Regions from separate parts of the Gossypium raimondii genome. Here region 2 is linked to region 1. Evidence: chromatin contacts called from public Hi-C data. All regions are on one chromosome and are shown on one strand. The core of a region is the stretch at or near the end of the contact, and the rest is flanking DNA. Distances in the headings are between cores, read along the strand shown. Region 1 holds the start of LOC105791144 (plastidial pyruvate kinase 2). Region 2 has its middle 7.4 kb from the start of LOC128042926.

What was found. A called contact is a pair of places that touch in the nucleus more often than the background predicts.
Region 2: a Hi-C map of leaf shows a contact between it and region 1, with 4 times the contacts expected there. The contact joins the enhancer-like site here to the promoter of LOC105791144 in region 1. A contact is called at or near these places in 2 of 2 Hi-C or Micro-C datasets (both in leaf).

Annotation. Positions count from the first base shown.
Region 1 is chr8:28,333,453-28,337,254 of ASM2569854v1, reverse strand. LOC105791144 (plastidial pyruvate kinase 2) reads left to right here and starts at 1,917. Exons shown (of 12, transcript XM_012619070.2): 1 at 1,917-2,294; 2 at 3,066-3,353. The coding sequence starts at 2,058. It overlaps LOC105791145 (S-type anion channel SLAH2), which reads left to right. Exons shown (of 6, transcript XM_012619077.2): 6 at 1-3.
Region 2 is chr8:28,487,645-28,491,446 of ASM2569854v1, reverse strand. No RefSeq gene overlaps it. Among protein-coding and RNA genes, the nearest start is that of LOC128042926, 7.4 kb to the left of the region's middle. Within about 2 kb of position 1,851, the one cell type or tissue checked has open chromatin away from gene starts, as enhancers often do. A contact at or near this core is called in leaf, where this site is marked.

The sequences.
Region 1 (3,802 bases), core at 668-3,167:
AAATGGGAGAGTTTTCAATTTTAATTGGGAGTTGTAATTCAATCAAATTAGAGGAGCCATATTCCTATTTCCCACTAAGACACTAAAGAGGGCATGGAAAGTAAGAGCCTTAAAATTTATCTCACAGAGAATATTACCTTTTTCTTATTTATTTATTTTCATTATTTTTATGCAATATTTTTTTGCCACAAAATTGTAATACATTAGTTAATTTTAAATATATTTTAAATGCCACTTAAATTTAAATTAATATTCTAATTTAATAATATGAAATATTTAAATTTTATTTTCAATTTAATCATATTATTATTTTATTTTTATTTAAAATAAATAAATAAATAATATTAAAATAAATAGATTAAATTACTTGTTTGCTACTAATAAACTAACTTTTAAGTACTAAATATCACTAAAAAAATAAAAATAATCAAATTTATATTTTTTGATGGGAAATTTCGAAATTTACCATCACATTTCTAATATCTACAATTAAAATATATAAGTAATTAAAATAAAATATTGGTTGAGTGATAAATTTAAAGTTTTTCTAATGTAATTGGCATGAATTTAAATCCCACCATATGCATATTTTATTGCTTTTTAATTAAAAGGACAAAAGCACCTTCAAATAATATAATTTATTTTAAATATGAAAGATCATTTTGTAATTTTCAAGCGAGTTGGTGTCGATTGACTTGTGACACAAACTCAATCGGGATTTTATTAATATTATAGATATATACATTTCATTGTTACTATTTCTATAATAAATAAAAAGTATAATAATAAATTTAGCCTTCAATGTTTACATTTTTTTGTCAATTTAATCATTATTCCTTTTTAAAGCTAAATTTAGCTCTTAACCTTTCAAAAAGAGTCAAATCATTTTTAATAGAAATCTTGACTAAAACATTAATTTTTAACGTTGTTGGTGTAACAACTCGCATGACAATTTATGTGCTTATCCTACTAACATAACACCATTTGTCTTATATGTCACGTAAACAAATAATTCAAAAATTATAAAAATTAAAATTAAAATTAAAATTAAAATTTAAAAATATAAAAGTTCATAAAAATTTAAAAAGTTAGCATAAAATACAAGTAGATCGTCATGCAAGTTCTTTGTATTTAAAATTTTAATATTTTAGTTAACATTCTCGTTGAAGGAAAAATAATTTTGACTCTTTTAGAAATATTAATAATTAAATTCGATTTTTTAATAGGTTAAAGGTTAAATTTAACTAAAAAAAAGTTTATGTTCAAAACGTTAAAAGAGATAAATTTGACATTATAACTAAAATAAATTCAAAATTCAAAAAGAATGCTTGTCAAAGTCAAATCATAAATGATATATGCGGAAAACCACGAGAGGCGAATTGAAATTGGAAATCCAATGGAGGGTTCAACTTCAATCCCAACCCGGAACAAGACCAATGTTATGCTGACACTTGAACAAAAAACTGACGAATGATACCAGGGGTTGAATCTCCGACACGACGTCGTATAACAACAATAATAAGTTGTCTTCTTTGTTTTAATAATAATAATAATAATAATAATAATAATAATTTGCCTAATTTCCATCCGTTTTTTGAAAAGAATAAAGTTTAATGGGTAATTGTATATATAAAATTTTAATTTAATTTAATTCATAATTATTTATATAATATTATTTTATGATTATATATTACATAGATAAATAATTAAATTTATCACATATAAAAATAGGTTAATATATTCATTTTTAAAATTTATATAACTAAATCAATATTAAAATTTAAATATATATTTAAATCACAAATATATATATAACTGAATTAAATTAAAATTTATATGTATAATTTCACATTAAATTCTTACTCAGAGAAAAAAAAAAACAGTTTGAATAAAATAGGTGCATAGTGTTTGTCGATACAAACTAGGCACGCTTCATTCTGCAGCCTCCTCTTTTAAAAGTCATTGTTTTAGCGGCGATTTCTCCAACCTTCAATTTTATCAGCGAAACTCCCTCGCCTTCCTCTCCCCTCGAACCCTTTCTATCTCTCATTTTAGCAATGGCTCAAGTGGTGGCCACTAGATCCATTCGTGCTAACTTCTTCAGCAAGGCCTCCGGATCCCTTCAGGACCCAGTGGAGAAGCTTAAGCCTGCGTCCTTCGCTTCCAAAGTACTCTTACCTGACCACAGGAAGAGCAACGCCGTCGTGCTTACGAGGAACTCTAGGATTACTGCCAAGAGAGCCTCACGTGCCGAGCCTGAACTTATTCCCGTTTCACCTGAGGATGTACTTAAGGTTTGGCCCACTTCCGACCTCTCTGATCTTCCGCTTTGATTATGAATTTGGTTGCTGCCATCTCATGCTAAAAGAAAAAAGATCAAAAAACGCACTGGATCTTTGATAACTTTTTTGATTTATCTAGAGGCTAAGAAAGCAATAGGCGTGATATTATATAAGTGGAGTGATAATATTATCATGGAGCATGCTGATTGTTTTTTTTTTTTTATAAGAATGGAGCGTGTCAAGTTGAATAAGGTCATGTTTGTATTTTCGAAAATGCATTGTCCTATTAGTGAAACTTGCACAATCCATAAATGGAAATGGTGATTTTTTTTCTCTAAAATGAGGAAACTTCCTGGTCACTTTGGACTATAAATGAGAAATATTTAGGACTGGAGTCAAGATTTCCGCTGAGATCTTTTTACAAGCCAGTCTTTGGTGCACTGTCGGTTGATTTTGTGCTAAAGAAATTATCCAGAGAATAATGAGTAACATGGGGCATAACTTTCACCTGTTTGCCATTGCCGGTGAAAGAAAAGGAACCTTGAAGTGTATAACAACTTAAGTGTTTGGTTAAAATGATGAAGTTCGAATTACACAGTGTATTTCACTTGAAATTTCTGCTTATTTACACTGGTATAGGATGGTGGCATTGCCGTTGAATGACATAGTCACTATGCTTTGAATTGCCATTATATCTATGCTCAAATAACTTATCATGGACAGTTGAAGAGAGAAAATCACCGGAAATCATTGCTTGTAACTTTTCTTACTTTTTTTCTTCAGAGGGAGGAGCAATATGAGCAGTTAAGGGGGATTCAGCAAGTAGGTGATGGATCAGTGGGTATGTGGTCCAAGCCTACTGTTAGACGTAAAACAAAGATTGTTTGCACTATTGGTCCTTCAACAAACACAAGGGAAATGGTATGGAAATTGGCTGAGGCTGGAATGAATGTTGCTCGCTTGAATATGTCTCATGGAGACCATGCATCTCATCAGAAAGTTATTGATTTAGTCAAGGAATATAATGCACAATCCAAAGACAACACTATCGCAATCATGCTTGACACCAAGGCAAGTTCCCTCAACTTCATTTACCTTTTTACAGTGTAAAAGCAGTTATGCCAGGTTGCTTGAGCCAACAGTTTGGTGTTGTCAGACTTAGACATCGGTGTTACCTTTCTTTGTCAAAATTATTGTCAGAATTTTGTCATCTTAGACAATGTTCTTAACAAAAACCTATGCCAATTGTTTCTTGGATTTTGGATACAGGTTCTGTTATGGTCATCATGACACTCTATTTTGGAGTAAGACTGCCAAGTATGTACAAGTGACAGTATGTTAGTATATGGTTTGGGCACTTATTAGTCTGCAATACAAATATATGTCTGCATGTGTGTGTGTGCATATGGTTTTTGTCTTTATTCGTTTGTTTTACTTGTGAGGTTATGAGCCATTAAAATTGTTGGACGTAGTGTTGTAGGAAACAATTATACAACTTATATTATGTGATTTTCGTCTGA
Region 2 (3,802 bases), core at 602-3,101, 150 kb before region 1:
TGAGCGGTTTTCAGGGCAGAGTATTAATTTTGAATAGTCTTTTATCCTATTTAGTTCAAACGTCGATGAGTCTATTATGGACTATATTGCCACTTGTTTAGGGGTTCGAATCTCTACAGAGTCTGAGCGGTATTTAGGGCTTCCCAATATAGTGGGTCGTGATAAGAAAAAAGGCTTTTCATGTTTTGAAAGATTGTTTACGATCCCGGATTGAAAGTTGGTGTGTTAAGCCTTTGTCACAAGGTGGAAAAAAAGTCTTCATTAAAAGTGTCGTACAATCTATCCCTACAATCACCATGTATTACTTTTTGTTATCGGCTTCTTTATGATTAGATATGGAAAAAATATTACTCGATTTTGGTGGAAATACTTTGGGGGACGAAGAGGGATCTCTTGGTGTACTTGGTCTAAGTTATGCGAACTAAAGTCGACTGGAGGTTTTGAATTTCTTGCCTTGGCAAAGTTTAATGTGCCAATGTTGGCTAAGAAAGGTTAGAGATTGATTAAACACCCTAACTCGTTGTTGGCACGAGCTCTTGATGCTAAATACTACCCCAATTGTGCCTTTATGAATGCGCCTCACGAAACTTACCTTTCTTACCTTTGGAAATGCTTTTAGGCTGCGAAGGGGTTGTTGCGTCAGGGCCTAAGTTGGCATGTGGGTGTAGGCACAAGTGTTCGAGTTTGGGATGATGTGTTGATCCCAGGCTTACCTGGTTGACAATTACAACACATGGGGGTTAGTTCACCGGTCTTCTTTGTCTTAGAGTTTATCAATCAGACTACAAGACAGTGGGATGGTCAACGACTTACCAATGTGTTGGACAGGACTATAGCGGACAGAGTGTTGTGTATACCCCTTTCTCGAGTTGCCCATGTAGACTTTATGGTGTAGGGTCAGAGCCTTCGAAGGACTACACCGTGTGCATTGGTTACCGACTCCTTACTACGTCAGATTTTACTGAGAACATAAACCCTTACCAACCTATTTACAACAAACTATGGAAGATGCAACTTCTGGTAAAAATTAAGGTTACAACATGACGTATTTTTCATAATTTTATCCTTAGCTATTACAATCTTTACAAAAGAAGGATTCGTCCTTCCTCACTATGTCCTCGGTGTATGGCCAGGGCTGAAAATTTGGAACACATTTTTCGATATTGTCCTCCGACATCTGGTGTTTGGAAGAAGCTGCATGTTACATGGCCTAGTGCATTATCAAATGTTTCATTTCAAGATTGGTTTCTTTATGTTTTAACTATGCAAACTGGTTTTGTTTCTCGATTAGTGGTGTGTGCTCTGTGGTTAATTTGGCATGCTAGGAATCGTCGGGTTCATGACAATATAATAGTTCAAATTAAGGATATTGTCTGTAGGGTGCAGTCTTACCTCCTGGAGTTTGACGTGGTGCATGCGAAGTTTCCTGGATATCTAATTAGGATTGAGTGCTGGCGGCCTCCTGAAGGGTCTTGTTTGATAGTGAACTTCGATGCTACTTTCCATACGTCTATGATGTTGTCCCGCGCGAGGATAGTTGTTACAAATAAACTAGGTTTCGTTGTTGGTTCCAAATCAGTAGTAAACACACATATACCTTCTACTTTTGCTGCAGAAGTTCTGGCTTGCTACCATGTTGTCCAATTGGGTCTCAATTTGGGCTTACAAGAGGTGATTTTCGAAGGCAACTCCCTTAAAGGCAACTCCCTTATTGTGATTCGCAAGCTTTATTCCCTTCACCATGGCGAGTCGATTATTGGCCACCTGTTGGATTCTAAGGGTCTCCACGGTGAAGGGAATAATCTACCTGCATGTTTGATTCAAGTTAAGGGGTTGGTCGGGCAGTTTCGCTTGGATCGGTTTTTGCATGTTTCCTGTAAGGGGAATACAGTGGCCCACCTGTTGGATTCTAAGGGCCTCCACGGTGAGGGTTGCGCTTTTTAGAGGTGAATTCTCTATATGGCTCTATTGGCTATGGGGAGGGATTGTCGCGCTAGGTGTGTAGGTGTGCTTTTCAGAGGCAGATTCTCACGCTGTCTCGGTTCACGGTGGTAAGGATTTGGATTAGGGGGAGCTCAAGGGTCATGATGGTTTTCTAGGAGCTTGTGGGTGCTTTCATTGCCTTTTGGGTAGACTTTCAGATCTCTGTGTGTGTCAGTTTCTTGGTTTGCCAACTCGATAGAGCCTCCTTCGTGTTTTTTGGCCACTGTTACCGGTTATTTTGTTTGAAATTGGCAGCTACTCTTTGGCTCAAGTTGTTGTTTCCAAAGGGGTTTTTTAGAACAACTCTTTTGCTCTTGTAAATGCCTTCCTATCTAGTGCGTTTGAGAGCTGTTTGTGCTGGGCTTTCCTTTAGGACTTTCAGGGTTTCTTTCTATTTGAGTTGTGGATTGCTTTTTTCTTTTCTAATCTTGTCTTTTGGACTTGTTTTGTTGCTTTTGCTTGTGTTCTGTTTCTTTTAATTGAAAGCTCGGTTTCTTTCAAAAACAAATATATAAAGTAAAATTCAATCTGTGTCAAATAATTAAAATATTTTAGCTTATAAATAAAAATTCAACCTAACACAATGAATTCCATTATTATTTAAATGTCTTCTGAAAAATTATTTAAATTAGTAATTGAGGCATTGACAGTGTTATCAAAAGTTAAAACTTTAAGATTTTGAGCATTTAAATTTTGAGACTCATCCTGTGCAAAAGAATTTGTGGATTTTACATTAGTTTATTCTAGTTTTAAGTCCCATCATACGTGGGCTTGTTTAAATTTATTTTAATTTAGATTTAGATATATTTCATTTTTAATTCATTCTTCTTTTAGTCAATTGAATTTATTCTAATTCTAATTAATAAACATTTGGTATTTATGAATGATTATAAAATAAAATATAGAGAATAAAGAACAAAGAGAATGGGAGAGCAAAGAGAGAGTGCATTTTTATTGATCAATTGGTATATTTACAAAGCTTCTCCAAAGTCTCTATTTATAGGCATAAGAAGTATAAATGAAATAGAAATCTTCTTCTAATGGCTATTAGAATTTAAAGTACATCAAAACTTATCTTGATATTGATGGACATCCACTTAATAAGATATTCATAACACTCCCCCTTGGATGTCCATTGGTAGAAATGCGTCTCGTTAAAACCTTACAAAGATATAAACCCTGTGGGAAAAAAATCTTAGTGAAAGAAAAATAGTACACGTATCTATAATATGCATAATATGTCACCTTATTAAAAACCTTATAATGAAAACCCAATGGGACAAAACCTCGGTTAAGGGAAAAAGAGTACAGCGCGTATTTACTCCCATCATGAAAACATCACATAATTTCTCATATTCTATGTATTCAATCTTGAATACTAGCTTTTCAAATGACCATTTGAACATATTTTCTAAGTATTTATATCAACATTCTTTTGAAAGTCACGAGTGAGGGAAAATTTTGGGGGAAATATATTTTGATCTCTTCAGGAGTTTCAGCAATAATCATAACAAAATTTAATCATACCCCTCTATAAAAATACAAATAGGTATTTTGGATCCTTTTATAATCCTCTCTCAACTTCTATTGACAAAGTTAAATTTACCACATATGTTCAATTATTTCAATTCATATAAATGAACAATTTCCGATAATTATGTCCTAAATCTTTTATAATCCTCTTCGACATTCTAAATCCTTCAAAATTTTAATATGAACTTTACTATATAGTGATTCATAAAAGGTTATAACAACAACCATTAGACGCAAGTTTAGTCTTTTATGAACTATTAGTTTAATAATATATCTAAAGGTTATT